Linked DNA regions of Mus musculus: regions 2, 3, 4 and 5 are each linked to region 1. A link is a contact called in public ChIA-PET and promoter capture Hi-C data. All regions are on one chromosome and are shown on one strand. Each heading gives the region's core, a stretch centred on a gene start, on an enhancer-like site or on the middle of the called end of the contact. The rest is flanking DNA. Distances are from core to core; before and after follow the strand shown.

What was found. Promoter capture Hi-C pulls out the DNA fragments that hold promoters and counts their contacts. ChIA-PET counts read pairs in DNA pulled down with a chosen protein or histone mark.
Region 2: an RNA polymerase II ChIA-PET map of memory CD8 T cells shows a contact between it and region 1, with 20 read pairs. The contact joins the promoter of Dnajc12 here to the promoter of Kifbp in region 1. A contact is called at or near these places in 4 of 39 promoter capture datasets (the C10 cell line, hippocampal neurons, liver and 1 more), 3 of 484 Hi-C or Micro-C datasets (myocytes, pro-B cells and regulatory T cells), 2 of 115 datasets of contacts at active chromatin or transcription factors (embryonic forebrain and memory CD8 T cells) and 2 of 9 other capture datasets (adipose tissue and liver).
Region 3: a contact with region 1 is called in an RNA polymerase II ChIA-PET map of memory CD8 T cells, with 62 read pairs. The contact joins the promoter of Sirt1 here to the promoter of Kifbp in region 1. A contact is called at or near these places in 5 of 39 promoter capture datasets (the SN4741 cell line, cranial neural crest, hippocampal neurons and 2 more), 1 of 115 datasets of contacts at active chromatin or transcription factors (memory CD8 T cells) and 4 of 9 other capture datasets (adipose tissue, embryonic stem cells, liver and 1 more).
Region 4: an RNA polymerase II ChIA-PET map of memory CD8 T cells shows a contact between it and region 1, with 66 read pairs. The contact joins the promoter of 1700120B22Rik here to the promoter of Kifbp in region 1. A contact is called at or near these places in 1 of 39 promoter capture datasets (pre-B cells), 1 of 115 datasets of contacts at active chromatin or transcription factors (memory CD8 T cells) and 1 of 9 other capture datasets (liver).
Region 5: a promoter capture Hi-C map of hippocampal neurons shows a contact between it and region 1, with 2.0 times the contacts expected there. The contact joins the promoter of Atoh7 here to the promoter of Kifbp in region 1. A contact is called at or near these places in 2 of 39 promoter capture datasets (cranial neural crest and hippocampal neurons) and 1 of 9 other capture datasets (liver).

The regions. Positions count from the first base shown.
Region 1 is chr10:62,576,287-62,580,324 of GRCm38.p6, forward strand. It overlaps Kifbp (kinesin family binding protein), which reads right to left and starts at 2,171. Exons shown (of 7, transcript NM_028197.2): 1 at 1,678-2,171. The coding sequence starts at 2,091. It overlaps Ddx21 (DExD box helicase 21), which reads right to left. Exons shown (of 15, transcript NM_019553.2): 15 at 3,961-4,038.
Region 2 is chr10:63,384,306-63,388,343 of GRCm38.p6, forward strand. Dnajc12 (DnaJ heat shock protein family (Hsp40) member C12) reads left to right here and starts at 2,258. Exons shown (of 5, transcript NM_013888.3): 1 at 2,258-2,470. The coding sequence starts at 2,393.
Region 3 is chr10:63,337,120-63,341,157 of GRCm38.p6, forward strand. Sirt1 (sirtuin 1) reads right to left here and starts at 1,916. Exons shown (of 9, transcript NM_019812.3): 1 at 1,446-1,916. The coding sequence starts at 1,851. RefSeq lists a promoter at 1,852-2,480.
Region 4 is chr10:63,241,953-63,245,990 of GRCm38.p6, forward strand. It overlaps 1700120B22Rik (RIKEN cDNA 1700120B22 gene), which reads right to left and starts at 2,201. Exons shown (of 2, transcript NR_166111.1): 1 at 1,935-2,201; 2 at 279-1,312. It overlaps Herc4 (hect domain and RLD 4), which reads left to right and starts at 1,845. Exons shown (of 25, transcript NM_026101.4): 1 at 1,845-2,211; 2 at 3,466-3,496; 3 at 3,870-4,038. The coding sequence starts at 3,948.
Region 5 is chr10:63,098,014-63,102,051 of GRCm38.p6, forward strand. Atoh7 (atonal bHLH transcription factor 7) reads left to right here and starts at 1,772. Exons shown (of 2, transcript NM_001364648.2): 1 at 1,772-2,523; 2 at 2,723-3,267. The coding sequence starts at 2,143. The coding sequence ends at 2,731.

The DNA of each region.
Region 1 (4,038 bases), core at 921-3,420:
AATCAACTTTTAAAATAAGGATTTATTTGCTCTCAGTTTGGAGAGATTGTTGTGTTGTGGAAGGAGCACAGTGTGGCCGGGGTGACTGAATCCACACTCAGTAGAGGGAAATGTCGGCACTTGCTGGTATTACCCAAGGGAGGCAGCCACTCACATTCACAGTTTAACCTCTTTGGAAACACCCTCCCAGATGACAAGGGGCATCTCTTGATTGATTCCAAATCCAGTCAACACAGGGTTAAAGCTTAATTTAGGAATCAATGAAGAAGGTTACTTTATTCTTTTTCCCTTTGGTTTTCTGAAACAAGATTTTTTTCCCTGTGTAGCCCTGGCTGTCCTGAAAGTCACGATGTAGACCAGCCTGGCCTCAAACTCAGAAATCCTCCTGCCTCAATTTCTGGGATTAAAGGCGTGCACCACCATCACACTGAAGTGTTGCTTGAACTGAACCCCTTACTAATGTCTTTAGCTCCCAAACAAACATGGAAAATATCCCTATCTGTGCCACCTGCTGGAGCTGTGAGCAAAAGGGACAGGCAGTGCCTGTTAGTATTTGGCTTTTAATTTTATTGAGCCATCATAAAAGAATATGGCATACCATTTTCTTCTAAGTTTTGAGACTTTCCTGAAAGGCCTACCTACCCAACAATCAAGCTTAGTAAATATTCCCTGGTACACATATCTGGACTGGAGGATGAAACCATCTATAACCCTAAGAAAGTAACCTGGCACAACAGAGTCCGACATTATCTGTCTTTTTTCCCCCATAGTGTGGAGATGAAACCTGGAGCACTAGGTAAATGCTGTACCACTGAGCTACACCCAAGGGCCTGGAAAACTCTACCCACTATTTGAATTTTGAAATGTTATGTTCTCCAGAGCAGAAAGTCGCACTTGCTGCTTATAAAAATGTAAAGGATGGAAGGTGAGATCAGTTTGGACCAGATAGAGTTAGTCCAAACAAGAGTTCCGATAACCTCAGCAGGGAGGCTGAGGTGGGGGGATCATGGGTTAAAGGCAGCCTGGGCTACAAGACTCTGAAAGGAAAAGGGGGAGGGGGTCCTAGCACTCAGGAGGTGAAGACAGTCGAAGTTAAGCATTGCAGACACAAATGGATGTCTAAACACAAACAAAAAATAAAAAGTTATTAAAAGGTTGTCGAGACAGTTTAAGGAAAAGGTACGAATTCCTTGCTGAGCAAACAAGATGAATGTGGTAAAGAATAAAGTTTTAAGATTTTGGCCATTAACAACAACAACATTTAAGATTGGATCATTCTTGCGATCCCTTGTCCTGTTCATTCCATTCGAATCCCGTTGGATTATTTCTTCACAGAATGAAACTAAGCTTGTCATTGGGTTGGGAGGCGCTGATTCGGACGCTTAGGTTTTCTGCCCAGGATTACGGAAAGTAGCAAGTGAGGCTGGAGTAGGCGGCGAGAACTCAGAGGGAGTTGGTAGGCAGATGGAGGGTAGGTGTTATGACAAATTAAAAGGGACTAAACTTCGCTATGAAACCCAGGCTAGCCAAGAACCCAAAGCAATCCTCCTGCCGCAGCCTCCCTAGTACTGGAATTTCAGGCCGGGTGTTGTGCAATGCTGGGGACTGAACCAACTGAGAGACGTGCGCAGCCAGGAGGAGCGTTTTGGATGCAGAACTCCCGCCTCAGCATCTCACCTGCGCCTGGATGTAGAGAGACACACAGCCGAGCGACAGGCGGTAGGGGCGCAGCAACGACAGGCACCTGACCAGATGCTCCTCGCCGGCAGACAGTTCCTCCGTGTCGATGTGGTTCACACCAAGGTGGAACTCGACCACCGCGAGGCGCAGCGCCCGCTGCGCTCCGGGGCCCTCAGCCTCCCGGGGCTCACCCGCGCCCAAGGCCTGGTCGCCCGGCCCATCGTCAGCAGCCGGCTCGTCCTCGTCCTCGGGCGCCGGGCCCAGCAGCGCGCGCACCTCCTCCAACAGCGCGCGCGCGCCGTACTTGGACTTGTACGGCTCCTTCTCCGGGTTCTTGTGCAGCTCCACCCGCGACAGGGCCAGCGCTGCCTGGAACTTCTCGCGGATCTCTGGCCCCGGAGCGTTCGCCATCGCGGCCTGAGCTGACGGCCGCCTCCCCGTCCGTGGACCAGCAGCCACTGGAGGCCTCCGCGTTGCGACACTTCATTTACGACGTGTCGTGACTGTGGAGCGCCGACCAATGAAGTCGGTAGAGGGGAGCGCTAGACGCTCGGCAGCAGCCAATGGGAGGATGTTCTGGTCGCCACAACAGCCGTCGTCAAGGAAACGAAGCTGTCAGGGAATACAGAGCCTTCCGCTGCTACCCTTGAGCAGTATGGCTTCTCCTGCTTCATCCCAAAATGTAGTTTATACAAAAATGTTCAGAATCAGAATGATTCTTAGGGGTAAGGTACTAGCCTATCGTAAAGTCAATCCCTAGCTTAAATGAAATTTAACACTAACATCTTTCGATAACTGCTCAAGTTCATAGGCAAGAATCTTTCACCACTAATGTATTACGCTATCACAGTTAAAAATTATAGTTGTAGGAAACTACAACCCAGGTACCCAGGTCTCAGGGATCAAATTCAGATCCTCAGGCTCAGCCTCCGCAGCCTTTACTTACTAGAGCCACCTCACACCACCACCGCCCAGTCCCTGAAAATTCTATAAAGGCTCTGAGCTAGGCATGGTGCCAATTATCTGCAGGCTGACACAGGGGCCAGTGTTGATATGTATTGTAATGCTAAATTCTGTAGCCTATGATTAAATTCTCATGCTTACCAGCTTTTGTTGTACAAACTTTATTCCTTAATTTAAAACTTAATTTGGTTAAATAAAAATGGCTACAGCTAGCCGGGCGTGGTGGCGCACGCCTTTAATCCCAGCACTCGGGAGGCAGAGGCAGGCGGATTTCTGAGTTCGAGGCCAGCCTGGTCTACAAAGTGAGCTCCAGGACAGCCAGGGCTATACAGAGAAACCCTGTCTCGAAAAACCAAAAAAAAAAAAAAAAAAAAAAAATGGCTACAGCTGCCGGGCGTGGTGGCACACGCTTTTAATCCCAGCACTGGGGAGGCAGAAGCAGGCGGATTTCTGAGTACAAGGCTAGCCTGGTCTACAAAGTTCAGGACAGCCAGGGCTACACAGAAATCCTGTCTCGAAATAACAAAAACAAACAACAAAGGCTACAGCTAATAACTGCAGGGATCAGAGGTAGGTGGGTTTCCTTGTTGAGCATTGGAGAGAGTAGAACAAGAGCCAGGAGAGATGGACCATGAGCACACGGCAGGAGAAACAGCAATTACTTGGGGGAACACTGCTGGGAAAGAAGCCAGGTCAGCAGTTGGAAAAATAGATTAGAGATTATCCCCCAGTAATTGTCAAAGCCAAATAAAATAACCATAGTGTGAGTCTCACTTATTTGTAAGCTGGTCAGGGATAAGCTCAGAATTGGTTGTGCTACAAGTCTACATAGTTCCAAGACAGCCAGAGATACACAGTGAGATCTGTCTTGAAAACATTTATTAAATGTAAAATTATTTTAAGTCTTAAAATGTATGTACATACATATTGAAAGGTAAACATAGGATGTTAGGGGAAGAGAGCAATTCACAAAACTTGAATGGATGATTCAAGAAATGAACCTGTAGAAAATGGCCCACTGAAGGGCTGGGGGGATGGCAGTGACTGCTCTTCCAAGAGGTCCTGAGTTCAAACCCCAGCAACCACACGGTGGCTCACAACCATCTGTAATGGGGGATCCGATGCCCTCTTCTGGTGTGTCTGAAGACAGTGAAGGTATGTTAACATAGGATTGCGTTCATTTTTATGACAATTTAGCCAAGGCTAACTCCCCGTTATAACCTGATCTGCTTTAATGCAGTATACACAAAAGGCAAGCCAAGCTACTAGATTTACAGACCTAGCAGTCACTGCTATAAAATAAAAGCCACCAAGAACTAAATATAAAGCATCGGTATCTTTATTATGGCATAATGCAGTACTTTATACAGCAATTCATTTTAATGTAAAAACATT
Region 2 (4,038 bases), core at 1,008-3,507, 810 kb after region 1:
CCATGCCATGTATATAAATATATAATATATAAAAGTTATATATAAATTATATGTAACATAACATATATTTATAATATATATTAGCTCTCCTGTATCCTAGGCTGTTCTCAAACCTGGGATAAGATTAGATAATAGGTTTGTACCATCATACTTGGATGCTTAATCTGTTTATATTTAATTTGTATCAGTTTTTGATTTTGTTTTTTAATTTTTGAGACAGGTTTCTCTGTGTAGCCCTGGCTGTCCTGTAACTCACTTTGTAGACCAGGCTGGCCTCAAACTCAGAAATCCACCTGTCTCTGCCTCCCAAGAATTTGTATCAGTTTTAATTATGTGGCAGTGTGTGTGTACACCTTAGTGCAGATGTCCTTGGAAGCCGGGAGGTGTCGGATCTCCTGGAGCTGGAATTAGCGAGGTGCTGGGCACTGGAAACTGAACTGAAGCTCTCTGGAAGTGCAGCAAGTGCTTCTCACCGCTAGCCATCTCTTCAGTCCCTGATTTCTGAATCAATGATCTCAGGGTGCCACATGCCTTTAATCCCAGCACTTGGGAAGCAGAGGCAGGAGGGTTTCTGAGTTCGAGGCCAGCCTGGTCTACAGAGTGAGTTCTACAGAGAGTAGCCAGGGCTACACCCCGTCTCGAAGAAACCAAAACCAAAAACAGAATTAATGATCTCTTCTCAGTCTCCTCTCCTTGTCCCTTCCCACTTCCCCTGTTCTCCCTCCCCGTCCCCCTCCCCTCTCTCCTCCCCTTCTCTCCCCTCTCTCCCTTCCCTTCTCCTCCCTTCCCCTCTTCCCCTCCCCTTCCCTTTCTCCTTTCCCTAGGGCCTGGCTGGTGGCAGTCAAAAATGCTGGCCACCGGGCTACATCTACAACCGCCCCAAATTACATGCTATTTTAGACACTTGGAAAAGTATCTTTCTAATTGACCAAATCTTAAAAACTTGCTTCACATTTTCTTCTGTCTCTTAAAAAAATAGGTTAAAAAAAAAACTATCCAAGTAACAGAGGTACAATAAATTAGTAACAGTTTTACACTAAATTGTCAAAACTGACTTCCGATTAGCTAATAGGAAAAAAAAAAATCACCATGTCAATACTCAAACTCCACCGAGGCACATAGGACCTCACAGAGACTGTGAGAGCACACACAGGCCTGTCCGTGTTCAAGCCAGATGAGGTCCCAGCACTGAGAGGGGAAGTAGAGATGGCCTCCCATCCCTAACCAACAAGCCATCTTCAGTTGATATCATCAAGGAAAAAGTAGTTCTCTGTAGCGGGGTCTCACTGGGTATATTAGGCACACTTAAGGGTGGGCTCCGTGCCCAGCAGGAAACGGGTAACACAGAACAAACTCAATGGTATTTTTTAAAAAAGATTTATTTATTTATTATATGTAAGTACACTGTAGCTGTATTCAGACACACCAGAAGAGGGCATCAGATCTCATTATGGATGGTTATGAGCCACCATGTGGTTGCTGACAATGGTATTTTTTAAAGCCTTTTTGTTTTATATTGCATAAAAAAAAATTACTGGCCTTCTGCTGGTATGTTATGGTTTCCCAGTTTGTGTTTTTAATTTTTTTTAAAGATTAATTCATTCATTTTATATATGTGAGTACACTGTAGCTGTCTTCAGACACATCAGAAGAGGGAGGGCATCAGATCCCATTACAGATGGTTGTGAGCCACCATGTGGTTGCTGGGAATTGAACTCAGGACCTTTGGAAGAGTAGTCAGTGCTCTTAACCGCTGAGCCATGTCTCCAGCCCGTGTTTTTAATTTTATAGATTTTGTTTGCATGTGTTTCTTCCATTATTTTTCTCTAAATTCTTTTATTTTAGTTTTTAAAATTTGTTTTCTAACGAGAGAAGGGGGAAAAAAAAAGGCGAGATGTTGGGTGAGTGAAGGAGAGGGGAGGATCTGGGAGGAGTTGGGACCGGGGAACCATAATCAGAATATATATTGTATGAAACAAATTTTTTCAATGAAAGCAAAAAGTAAAGAGCAAACCAAACCAAACCAAAACAACATCAACGACAAACAATAGCATCACCAGCAGCAGCAGCAGCAGCAGCAGCAGCAGCAGCAGCAGCAGCAGCAGCAGCAGCAGCAACAACAACAACAACAACAACAACAACAACAACAAAACACAACAGCAACAAAAAACCCAACAGCAACAACAAACCCCAAACTACAGATCCCAGCAGCCCCGCATGGCAGGCTCGATCCTGGGCAAACAGCCAATGAGAAGCTGTGTTTGCAAAGGGCTGGCTTGACGTCTGGGTGCTCGCTGGTTTGGAAAGTCCTGCTGAAATGTAAAGAGCTTTGCTGTCGCCCCGGAGCTCACAGTGTCGGTGGCGTCGGAGAGGACTGACTCATCCGCTGTAAATGGACGCGATACTGAACTACAGGCCGGAGGGCAGCGAGGACTACTACGCCTTGCTGGGATGCGATGAGCTCTCCTCGGTAAGCAGGGTTGCAGGTTCTCACCAGGTCGCCTTTGAGATCAGCCACGTCTCCTGGAACTCCAACCTCGTACCATTTGGAAGGAGTTTCGGCTCGGAGAAAGTGAAGGATTAAAATGCTTGCTGGTTAATTTGAGGAAAGGACTCCGAACTTCAAAGTATTAGCTGGGAGAGGGACCACATACAGTTTTTATTTATTTAGAGCAGCGGTTCTCAACCTGTGGGTTGCTACGGACTTGGGGTCGCATATCAGATATCCTGCACATCAAATATTTTTAATTACAATTCATAAACGCAGCAAAATTACAGTTATGAAGTAGCAACGAAATAATTTTATGGTTGGGGGTTACCGCAACGTGAGGAACTGTACTAAAGAGTCGCAGCATTAGGAAGGTTGAGAGCCACTGCCTAAGTAAAGGCTGCGATTTAGAGCTCAGGAGGCGGGGCCCCCTGTCTGTAGTCTCCTCGTTCAGAGAAAGTCTCATGGATTTTATAGTACCATTATAACCTCAAATGGTATTAAATACCATTATAATTTCAAATCAAATCAAGTTAGATGTCATATCTGGTGGGAGATTTTTCTTTTAAAGAAAGTAATGCTTCCCTTAGACATCATATACTTGAGACAAATGTGTTATTCTTTTTTTTTTCGAGACAGGGTTTGTCTGTATAGCCCTGGCTGTTCTGGAACTCACTTTATAGACCAGGCTGGCCTCGAACTCAGGAATCCGCCTGCCTCTGCCTCCCGAGTGCTGGGATTAAAGGCGTGAGCCACCACGCCCAGCCAAATGTGTTATTCTTTTAAAGACTTATTATTTTTGTTTTATGTGCATGCATGCATGCCTGTATGTATATATGTATGTGCATTTGGGTTCTATTTGGCTGAGTAGGGATACTTACTCTGTCATATAGCCTGCATTACTTTTTTGTTTGTTTTGTTTTGTTTTTGTTTTTGAGACAGAGTTGGCTTGGAACTCACCATCTCAGCATGTAGATCAAGTTGGCCATGGTTCACAGACATAACTTGCCTCTGCCTCATAGGTGATGGGATTAAAGGCATGTGCCACCATGCTTAGCCACAAAGCCAATTTTTTTTTAAACATCGATAGTTATAATTAGTTTAAAGAAATATCCTACTACACATACATTTTTATTTAAAAATTATGTTTTATTCGTTGAACCTTTGTATGTTGGGTTGGACCAGATCTTTGGTTCAAGAGTCACTTAAGACACCAAGATGGATGACCTGTGTACTGTAATTCTAAGGGCCGATCCCCCAAATAAAACAAACAAAACCAACCCCCCAAAACTATGCTTACTGCAGTCCCTTTTGCATGACAGTTCCTTAGTTCTTACTCTGAATTAAGCCTTGCTTTGGCTTCATTGAGGCTATGGTAGTCTGTTTCTCTAGATAAGCCACACACTGTGGAGCTAAATTCTTGTCTCATTTCAGATTTTCTCCGTAGACAAGTTTTTAGTATTAGAATTCTGGGTCAAAGACTAGAGATAGAGGTTTTTCATATATATACATATATATGTATATATACACACATATATGTTTTTCCACAC
Region 3 (4,038 bases), core at 666-3,165, 760 kb after region 1:
CGGCTCAGACAATCCCCAGCTGGGCCCTGCGGTCCACACCTGCAATCCCAGGTACTTTGAGGCCCGTTTGGCCTGTATGGTGAGACACACACAGGTTCTTGAGACAAAAACAAAAAACCAGAAAGGCACAGAAGCACACACATCTGTAACTCCAGCACCTGGAAGGCACAGACATTGGAAACCAGCCTGACATATATAAAATAGTGAGTTCCGGACCAGCCTGGGCTAAACAGGGACCCTACCTCAAAAAATCCAAAATGAAGACACACACACACACACACAAATAAAATCTGTGTAGCCCTACAAAAGCAGCTCAGGGTTCCATGCCCAGGACAAAGAAATACAACTTCATGAAATGCATCAAATAGAAATTACTTCTAAATATCACTGAGATAAAAATCAATCCCTGGCTGTGTTCTCACTGCCCCAACCAGAGAAAGTCTCTTTCCGTAGCCCTTTCAAGTAGCAATCTACCTGCTTCAGCCACTGGGTGTTAGTAAATGTATGATTTAAAGAACACGAAGCATACTTTATGCGACTTGTTTCCCCTTTAATACCTGACATCAAGGGTCATTTCCTATTTCAGTCCCTAACACGTTTTGTTGTTTTTTAATTCATGGCACCATTATACGAGCCACAAACATCTACAAGGGCACTGACAGACTCTGATAAATTCTGTACAAAGCTTTTCAGGAAGACGATAAGTGGCATTATTACAAAAACAAAACAAAAAAGTAACCCAAACGTTTGGCGTCAATAGGGCAAAACCAAGCAGGTTTGTTTCAGGTTTGTTAATCTAAAAATGTTGCGAGCATGATTTTGAAAGGAAAAGAAAACTTACGAAAGTACAGTACAACTATAACTCCTCTATATCGAAGTGATAAATGCAATCGCAGAAAAGCAACATTTTTAGGAATAGCCATTTCCTTACATTTTTTAGACTGTGTCTCAAGAAATAGCTTTGGTGTATTAAAATTTCTAACTTCAAAAAAAGACATAGGTCTATCCAAAAAAGAAAAAAAAAAAAAAAAGCAACACAGGTGTCAGTTTGCAAAACGAAATCGCATGTCGATCCACGGGACAGCCCCAAAGTCGCAAAGCAAAGTGTGCAGTGAGGAAAACTATAACTTCACTAAAGGCGCATCGGGAGGGAAACCAAACCGAGGGAGGGAAAACTTCACTCTAACGCCAAACTGCGAGAACCGCGGTCCCGGCGACTGCGCGCAGCAGCGCAAGGCGGCCCAGGCGAGCGGCGAGTCCGCGCGCGGCTCCGCAGCAGGGCCGGCGAGCTCGGCGGCGCGCGGCCGAGCCAGGGCCGAGCTGCGCCGCTGCCGCCGCCGCCGCCGCGGAGCCCGCGGAGCTCTCGGGGCCCTGGGCAACCTGGGACCGGGTCACAGGCGGGGACGCGGAGGGACGCGGCTGCGCGGCAGCGCGCGCGGACTCACCTCGGTAGCCGATCGCTGCCGCCGCCGCTGCCGCCGCCGCCTCGTCCTCCTCCTCGCCCTCGTCGTCGTCGAAGTCGTCAGCCGCCCTCGGCTCCCGCCGCAGGCCGGACCCATTGTCTCCGTCCCCGGCCACGGCCGTCGCCGGGGCCTCCCGCTCCGCGCTCGCCGCCGCCCCTGCCGCCTCCCGCCACAGCGCCGCCGGGGCCGCGGCGCTCGCCGCCTCACACCCCGCGGCCGCCGGCGCCACTGCTGCGCTCGGCTCGCCCGGGCTGCGCCCGAGGCCAGGCCCGTCTCGGCGGGGCCTCTTGCGGAGCGGCTCGTCCGCCGGCTGCGACGCGGCCTCCATGGCGGCCGCCGCGGAAGGGGAGCCGGCGGCCTGAAGGGCGAGCGCCACCTCGTCCGCCATCTTCCAACTGCCTCTCTGGCCCTCCGCCCTCGCCTCCTCTGCTCCGCTCGACGCGCGGCACTGGCGCCCCCGCGGCTCGGCTGCGGGAGATTTAAACCCCGTCACGTGACCCGCCCCTCCCCGCCCCCGCGCCTCTCCCGCCACCCACGCGGGCCGGACCACAACACGCCGGGTCACGTGGCCGGGCGCCGCCCGCGGCCTGGGCCCTTCCCGGCCCCACCCAGGGCGGCTCGGCTCCCCTCAGCGGCCTCTGGCGCCTCCCGCCCGCCCGACCCGTTCGCTCGCTCGCTCGCTCGCTCGCTTGCTCGTCCGGGATCGCCGCGGTGGTTCAAGTTTGCGATGGCGCCGCCACTTCCCACCTGGGCCTCACGCGTGCACCTTGCCTGCCTGCGCCTCTTCGCCTCAAGTCGGCTTTTACCTCAGGGGCTCTGGAGAGCCCAACCTGGCCGACGCCGGCCTTCCTGAGGAGAACTCCTCCACCTGCCTTGCCCTTGCTCTGTGACAGCTCTTCCTCAGGTTACCCCTGTGGTCTCTCCTCAGGAAGTTTGCGCTCTCTCCCAATCTCCCTTCTCAAGTGCAATGGAATGCCCAAGCCAGCCCTCGGGGCCTGTTGCCCTCCTGGAAAGATCTGGCGATTGAGGACCCGCCCTATCTGCTCTCTGGACCCACCAGGTCCTCTGTACCTCGCTTTAGTCTTTGGTAAAATTCATCTCTTGGGGCAGCAAGAGAGAGGACAGAAGGGAGAGTGGTTGGTTCTCCACAAACTTCTGTGTTAAGAGTCAGATTGGGCCTGGGCTCTTGTGACTTGGGCGATTGACTGAACCTTTTCTAAGCCCAGTTTTTAATCATCTCTAAAATGACAGGGCCAGGACCGAAAGAGACTGTAGCTCAGTTGTAAAGTCACGCTTGCCAGACAACCCCGAAGCCCTAGAGAGAGGGAGGAAGGAGGGTAAGTTGAAGGTAATCTCCAACTACTTAGGAAGTTCAAAAAAGGCCTGGAATACATAAGACCTCGTCTCAAAAACGAAATTTAAAACGATAGACCATGAGAAATCAGCTAGTCAGGTTTAAAGTAAATGACATTAGTTTTAAAATCCTAGGCAGTTGATGGTGGCACAGGCCTTTAATCCCAGCAAGCTGGAGGAGACAGGAGGAGGTTCACTAGGACAGCCAAGGCTACACAAAGAAACCCTGTCTCGAAAAAATAATCTTACTTCTAGAATTGTAGAAATGGCTCTGTAGTTAACAGCACTTGTTGCTCCTGCAGAGGCCCTAGGTTTGACTCCCATCATCCACATGACAGCTCATACCTTCAGATCTGACACCTGCTTTTGGTAAACACAGACATGTATGGAGCCAAAAGACCCAAACACATAAAAATCCTCTTTGTTGTTGTTTTATGAGTTAGGGTTTCTCTGTGTAGCCCTGGCTGTCCAGGAACTCTGTAGATCAGGCTGTCCTTGAACTCAGAGGCCACCTGCCTCTGCTTCTTGAACTGCTGGGATTAAAGATGTACACCAGCAAGCCCAGCATAAAAATACATATTTAAATAATTTTTTAAATAATCCTTAGTTCCTTCACAACTCTAAGCCCCTTCACTTTCTAGTTACCATGAAATTCTGAGCACCTGTATCCATTTGGATCATTAGGGCTCAATTGCACATGGTTCAATTACAGTGGGGTTTCCCCAGATTTTAGAGTTAGAGGCAGCAGGATCAGAAAATTAAATCCATTTGCACTAGGTAATAAATTTGATCCCACCCTATCTCAAAAACAAAACACTAGCCACACGTGGCAGCACACACCTTTTACAACAGGACTCAGGAGCCTGGCATGATGGGACAGACCTTTACTCCCTGCACTTGAGGCAGATGCAGGCAAATCTAGGCATCCTGGTGTACATATGAAGTTCAGGCAAGCCAGGGCCACGTAGGCTCAAAGACTAAAAAAAAAAAAATAATTAAAATTAAAATATTAAACCTGGGAGTGTTGCTATAGCTCAGTGGTTAAGCACATGCAATAATCTTTCAGAGAACTTGAATTTGGTTCCCAGCACCTATTTCAGGTGGCTCACAACCACCTGTAACTCCAGTTCCAGACTATTCTGATTTCCAAAGGTGTTTTGTGCACTCGAGCATACACACACACACACACACACACACTCACACTCACAAACAATGCAAACAA
Region 4 (4,038 bases), core at 951-3,450, 670 kb after region 1:
CCTCCCTCTCCCCATTCCCTTCCTTTCTCTCTCCACACAGTTATGGCTGGCCTCTTCCTCCCTCTCTCTCTCTCTCTCTCTCTCTCTCTCTCTCTCTCTCTCTCTCCTTTCTCTGCCTCTACAACCCTCTAACTCCCCTCCCCATGCCCTGAATAAGCTCTATTCTATACTCTACCCTTGTGCGGCTGGTCTCTCAGGGGAAAGGGATGCCTTGGCATGGGCCTGCTGAGGTACCCCCTCCCCCACACCTCACCTCACCCCCATTGAACATATATTAATACTTCTTTATCTTTTAATAAACACATCAGTAACCATCTCCTAATCTGAAACATACTTTTAAATAAAAACAACCAACCTGTGTACTGTGGTTGACTACACAGATTGTTAACATTCATTCAAAAATACCAGGCTCAGCCCGGTGTGGTGGCGCACGCCTTTAATCCCAGCACTTGGGAGGCAGAGGCAGGCGGATTTCTGAGTTCGAGGCCAGCCTGGTCTGCAAAATGAGTTCCAGGACAGCCAGAGCTATACAGAAAAACCCTGTCTCGAAAAACCACAAACAAACAAACAAACAAACCCAAAACAAACAAACAAACAACCAGGCTCTAGTATGGTTGGTATAAGCCAGGTGCTATGGCCTACACCTGCAATCTTAACCATTCTGAAGGGAGGGTCCACAAGTTTGAAGACAGCCAAACTTAGCTTTAGTGCCATGCTTAGCTGGCTAAAGCACCCAGTAAAGCCATAACGCTGTGTAAAACTAACTACTATACAGTTTCAAAACTGCGTTTCAAGGTCTCTTTTTTTTAAAATGAGGCTGTCATTTTATTTACACCTATCCTCTGCTGGAAAGGTCTTGAGCTTCCTTCACTCTAAGCTAGCAGTACAGTTGTTTAGCATGGGACTACCCCCCGCCCCTCCCCACTTCTTCACGATTGACACACACTCAGAGATTGATAGCTACGGAGTTTCCTCCTAAGGATAAAGAGAGCATGGAACCTCTGTTTAAAAGGTTAAAATGTCAGCAAGCTACTCCATGCTCTTGGTCTTGGCGGCTTACCGAGCAAATCTTTTTCTTGTTCCAACAAATTGTCCTCCATTCATTCACTGGGTCCTTTTTTGAGACCACAACACACACAGATTTAGTATCAAGATGATGTTAAAATTGGCCTGTGAAATCTGGATTTCGTTTTCATGAAGCAGGAACTGTAGCTGTAAGCCCTGTTTTTCTCTGAGTGAAAGAGTTTGGGTAATTTAACCTCGTATCTTCCAAGAAGTTAGCTGAAAACGTGAGCCAACACTGTTCCGGAACCTGAAGCAAAGATGTTGACATTCAGTAAGATTAGACTAAGCCATTGCTCCATTGCTAGCAATATATCTTACATGTTCAAATTAGGTTCAGATGAGTTTAAGGGTTTAAAATGAGTCATCATCGGCTTTTCTAACCGTATTTGTGATGGTTTCGTCTGCTACTTCAAAACCAAAATTAGGAAAGGTAGAATAAAATTATGAAAAGGCTAAAACCCTCCAAGCAGAAAGACAAACCAAAATGAAATTTTCACTTGTCAACGCCGAAGCATTGTTAAAAACACACGGACAAGAACAAAAAAAAAAAAGAAGAAGAAGAAGAAGAGGAAGAAAGAAAATACATTTGACAGCTTCTAGCCCTAGCCGGCTGCATTAGCGTCTTAGAGCAGGGAACCGCAACACTGCGCAGGCTCCTGGATCAGACGAACCCTGGGAGGTCTCCCGCGCAGGCGCACGAATGGGGAAGTGGGCGGGGTCGCGCATGCTCCCCGGCTCACTTCCGGCCAGCCCCTCCCCTCCCCCCTCCCCCGCGAAACCACCGCCCCTCTCCCTTGTCGCCTGGCTCTCCCTCGTCGCCAGCCTCTCCCTCAGCTCTCTCCACCCCTCGTGGTCTCCGCCCTGCTCACCGCCAGCCCTTCCCCTCCCGCTCCATCCGGGTCGCTGACGGCTTGTCTCTCGGTCCGGAGAGTGCTGGCGGCAGCGTTTCTCGGAGGAGCCTGGGAAAGTTTCACGGGCGAGCCGGGCAGCAGAGGCAGCGGAGCTGCGGTCGGGGACGTCGGAGGAGCCGTGGTAATCGCCGCGGCCGGCTGAAGGAGGAAGGTCTTGGGAGCTGGAGAGCCGCCCAGAGGTCCAGGGAGCGTCCGTCCTCCATCGCTTAGGGCTCTCCCTGCCCTGAGAGACCCGGTGAGTCGTTGCCCCCCGTGGGTTCGGGGTAGTGTGACGGAGGCGAGCTCCGCTGGGGCCTTGGGGAAGGGCGCCAGCGTCCTCAACGTTTTCCGGGGCCGGAGTGGTGCACCGCCCTCGGGGAAAGGGTCTCCCTGGGGCCGAGGCCGTGGGGCTGAGCCCGGTGGGGTGAACCCTCTCCCCGGCTCGCCCATAGGTAGCTGCGGGAGTTTGGCTGGCCGGCCCGTGAGGCTGGGTGTGTGCAGACCATTCCTCTGCCCCGGGCCGCGGGAGCTGATCGTGAGGTGCATGGTCAGAGAAAGAGGAAACCAAACTGCCTTGCGTTCTCCTACCTGTTGCTGGCGAGAGAACGTCTTTCCCATACTGGTTCTGACTTTTTGGAGGAAAAAAAAAAGGGTACCCAAACGAAGCGCATTGAAATCGGAGCTATGTTCCTGTCTGATGCTAGCCTTGAAAACACAGAGAGAGAGATAGGGAAAGACAATGCAGAACTCTCTGGAACTTTCGAGTTTTGGTGTCCCAAACTTTTTCTGATAGGAGTGGAGTGAGACAGCTTCGGCACTTTCTAAATAAACATAAATGCAAGAAAATTATGTTTTGAAACCTCAGATTCAGCGAAAGGAATTTAGGTGATTTTGGACAGCAAGGATAAGACTGACTTCTATTAATGCTTCTTAATGCACCATGCTTTTTAAAGAAATGTAAAGGGTTTTTTTTTTTTTTTTAATGTTAATGGAGGATTCCCTCACTTGTTTGTGCACCATGCGTGCCCGTAGTGCAGGAAGCCAGTAGAGGGCGTAGGATTGATTCCCTGGGAGGAGTTACACACAGAGAGCAGCCATGTGGGTGCTGGGAATTGAATCAGGATCCTTTAAAAGAGACATCTCTCAGCCCCTTAATGTATGTCTTTCAAGCGCAGAAGTTATATAGATTTTCCTATCAAAAGTTAACCCTGCCTCCAACCTGGTCTTGTTTGGAAAAAAAACTCAGCAGTCCTGTGATTGTTTTTCATCTTTAAGTAATTTTCCTAGAGGTATGTATTATAATCACATTGATTTGGTTTTAAAATTAAATTAGTAGAGTGAGTTCTCGACCTTAGCATTTTGACTTATAAAATGGAGTCGATTGTTTGAAATTACGACTTGATAATTTCTAATTTTGTACATAGCTTATTAGTACAAATAATGAGAATAGTCTACTTTAAATTGTTATTTTTTTTCTAAAGTTCCATTATTGTTTTTATTTATGTTACAGATAAGAACTTCCATTTTCTGTTGATGTGGAGGTAGGTATCAGATTGTTCTGTGGGGGACTGGAAGATTATGTTTCTGCAGTTGGCTGGATACTTGCTTGTTTGGGCATTGGACACATGCCTTATTTACTGTTCTCATTAAATGTATGTAAACACGAAAACCTAATTTCATTAGAGTACTTATATAGCAGAGTTAAAGCCAGTTACTGTTTTAAGTTTTGCAAAGAATAGTAGAAGGTGATGTCATTTCCTAAACATTTGTATATGGCCCTTTAAAACTGAGAGAACTGACTGTCACCCCAAGCATATTATAAGTATTAAACAAGTGCAGTCCTCATTTTAGCTTAACACTCGATGAGAGAGCAGCTTGCTTTGAGGTCTTACTAACTTTTGTTTTTCTCCTCAGACATAGGGTACCTCCCAGTTTCCAGTGTTTCAGAAGGGACTTTTGTATTGAAACTGGAAGACCAAGGTCATTCCAAGCATGTTGTGCTGGGGCAATGCATCCTATGGACAACTAGGTTTGGGAGGAATTGATGAAGAAATTGTACTAGAGCCCAGGAGAAGTGACTTTT
Region 5 (4,038 bases), core at 522-3,021, 520 kb after region 1:
AAGGTCCTCTAACTTTGGATCAATTTCATGTCACATGTAGCTTGTGTTCCAGTGTTTCTTCTTCCCCTTTATGATAATGCTTTTGATTCTCTGGTTAGGTGGACCAAGAAATCTTAACCTATCCCGGATACACAATTTGCAAAACCATATGTCTTATTAATACTCTGGACACTAATGGGCAGGAATACATGGGCTGTTGTGCAGGGAGATAATCCGCGGTGTCTCCTAGAGGGGACTCTTCAGGGGAGGAGGGTGAGCTAAATTAATACGAAGAACAATAGCCCAAAGAAAGCAGACTTCTGCGAAAACCTTAAAAAGCGAACGTTTGACATCCTGATGACTAAAGAACACAGTTGTTCCCAGCGCAGAACTGCTGCTCCCAACGTGACTGTTAGGACCGAGGAGTGATGGAGCTGAGTGGCTCTGTGCAAAAAGTCTGTGTCCAACATCTGTCGCTCTGAAGATTATTAATGTTCAATTGCTTCCCATTGTCTTCAAGTTATTCAACTTCATTTCCCCGTCAGTGCTTTAGCTGGGGACTAATAAACTATTTATGGGAAGACGGGGCTTGAAGTCAGGGTGGTGGTGTTGGGGCTGTAGTCTGAGGTACCAGCGGGGTAAACAAGTCCAAGTTAAAAGGCCTCTTGATTTGTATGTAGACGATTTAACTAAACAAAAAAATCTGAGGTTACATCCATGGTTCGAAAGGAGAGAGAGCTTCCTTGGCCCTTCCTGAAATATAGAACTGAAAATATTAGAGCCTGTTTCTTTGCCTTTACACTCCCCTGAAAAACAAGAAACAAGCTGAGACGAGAGGGGATAATTAAAGATTTCTCTGTGTAAATCTAATAATTATCAGTGGTGGAAATCATGTTTTGTTACTGTTCTTGAGGACAGAGGACATAGAACAACACTGAATTGCATGAAATATTTTTAGTGGTATAAGAGACAGGCAAAAAGAAAATGCATTAAGATTTTTTTAAACTCCCCAAATTATTTAGATGTTTCCGTTTTTGCATACACACGTGCATGAAGATGTCTTGTTAAGTTTAAATGGTAAACAATGAAGCGATTAGTTATCATTTCAGTTTGTGGCTCAATATTAATGAACAAGAAAATGAAATAGAGCTGCTGAATAAACCTGTCAAGGCCTTGGAACCCACAGAACATAGTATCGAGGTGAACACTGACACATTTGTATCTTTGGATTCATCTTAAGTTGTTTCACAGAAATTATTCACAGAGTCACATTCCAGGCCTGCAACAGTATTTGGATTTCCTAATTTGTATGAATTTATTTAGTAAATTAAATGAAAATGTTAATACTTTATCGCCGCTTCTTAACAAAGCAAAATCTTGATAACCTTCGGATACGCCCTAGCAATGTTAGAAGCAACATCTTCCCGCAAAATGATTTTTCTACTTAATCATTTAAAAACCCGGCCTTTGTTTTTTGATATGTAAGCTTCCTGCTGGTTTGGGAAAAGATGGACCAGGCTCTCCCTTCACCCCCACCTTCTTATTCTATTGGGGACAGTCAGACCAGGCCACTCCAGATGGTGTGTTAGTTAGCGTTGGACATAGCTTTGGAGACACTTCAACAGACGAAGGCAATGATGTCAGGATTTTGCTGTGCGTCGCCCCCTCCCCCCTGCCGTTCCCAGGGTAGGAAGGTGCTGAGATGGGAGCGGAGGGACGCCCGCCCACCTGCCACCACCTGTTCCCTCCTTGAGCCCTGGGCTATAAATTCTCCTCCCTCATCGCTCTGTCCGACATCTACTGCAAGCTGTCCAAACGCTCCTGACCTAGCAGAGCTTCTGGGAAGATTTCGTCACCCCGAAAAGCAGTCTCAGGCTTTCCCAGAGAACTGGAAAGGCTTTCTATCCCCGACCCCCAAGAACGATCCGCAGCAAACTGCAAGAAAGTTTCCTCCTCGTTCAACTTTACGTGTTTGGGGTGGAGTGGGGAGGAATGACTTTTTCCTGAGCATCACTTCCACTGCATCTGGGCAAGGGAAGGGACTTCCCAGCAGGACCCAAGCTAGGGTCCCACACAGTGTCCTCTGGCCACTGACTGACTGCACGTGAGTCGCTCCGTCTGTGTCTTATTCACTCTTGGGAGTCCTGCAGAGCGGCAGCGTGGATGAAGTCGGCCTGCAAACCCCACGGCCCTCCGGCGGGAGCTCGCGGCGCGCCCCCGTGCGCGGGCGCAGCCGAGCGCGCGGTCTCGTGCGCGGGGCCCGGGCGGCTGGAGAGCGCGGCGCGCAGGCGTCTGGCGGCCAACGCGCGCGAGCGGCGCCGCATGCAGGGGCTGAACACGGCGTTCGACCGGCTGCGCAGGGTGGTGCCGCAGTGGGGCCAGGACAAGAAGCTGTCCAAGTACGAGACACTGCAGATGGCGCTCAGCTACATCATCGCGCTCACCCGCATCCTAGCCGAAGCCGAGCGGGACTGGGTCGGGCTGCGCTGCGAGCAGCGGGGCCGCGATCACCCCTACCTCCCTTTCCCGGGTGCTAGGCTCCAGGTAGACCCTGAGCCCTATGGGCAGAGGCTCTTCGGCTTCCAGCCGGAGCCCTTCCCCATGGCCAGCTAAGCCTCGGGGCCATTTGGGTCTTAGGGGAGAAAACTCAATCACCTTTTCTGCTTAATTTCCTTCCCGTTTCAAACAGGTAGATGAAATGAGTTCATTGCCTCCCTATCTCCACTTCTCTTGTGTTTTGTAGGTTTCATGAGTGGACATCGCGAATGACTTTGGACTGCTGTGAAAATAATGCTCTGTTCCTTTTAGCCTAAGACAACGGGGCTGGGGTCTAGCCGAGTTTGTAGAGGACTTGTCTTGCATGTATAAAAGTGGGGTTGAGCCCCAGCTGCCGCTTAGGCAGAGCACGGTGATGCACGGCCTGTAATCCTAGCGTCATTCAGGAGGTGGAGAAACATATATATTTAAATATTTAAGACCCCATGTCAAAAAAAAAAAAAAGATTGAATAAGACTGGTACTAAACCATCAGACAGTTAGTTACCTTCTTAAACTGTGCAAGTTTGTCCCTATTGGGCGAAGTTGTATTATGTGACTTGTTTATGTTCTGAGCAGCTACCTTGTGGTGTAAATGCATTTATGCTCCGTATATTGTGTGTGCATGCATCAGATAGAGTAAGACTTTTTTTTCCCCCCTGGGGTCGAGGGTTGGGGAGCTGGTAGAGTACTTGGGTATGAGCGCTCTGTATTTTTTTAACTGTACACATTAAAATATAGATTTTGTAAAATACTAATGTGAGTGTGTTTTGAACTTACACATATTCTACTAGTTTCCTAGAGACACTCAAGAGCTATTGGGAGGGGTGATGTTGAATGCGTCCGGGTATAGACAGGGAGTGGTTTTATTCCTCCCAAGCCAGTGTGGTGGCTCACCTTACAATCTCAGCTTTCTCAAAAATAGGCAGGAGAATCACCCTGGGTAACATTAAGCTAAATTGAAATAACATGTAGCTATCAGGTACGAAGATATTTAATATTCAATATTTTAGTTTCCTTACTAAATTATCTTATAAGTATCCAGATACATCCATTCTAACAAGTGTGCAGGAACATCCACACACACAATTGTACACATCTGCAGATGCTGATGCATAGCCACCCAGAAGAGTATTCCTGTTTCTATAACAACAGGAAAATTAATGTTGCTTGTGGAAGTGTTTTCCTTATAATTTACGATTTGAACAGTGAAGGCTTCACTACCATCATGGTCAAAAGAGAGTGTCTATACACACGGAATGGATTTAGATCGCTTTAACAAGTTTGCTGAGCCACGAACAGATGAAAGCCTTCATCTAGAGAGGCTGTGCTCAACAATACTGTGTGAATTGGGGGAAAAGCCTGTTCACAGTTAGAAAAAACAGGACACTGAAGTTATCAGTGCATTTGGAATCTGTCACAAGTCAACAAAAGCAACAGCTCCCACATCTTCTGAGTATGGATTCCAAAGCCCAGCTACCAACACAGCCTGTATGTTAAATAAATATATAGGACATCTCCATCA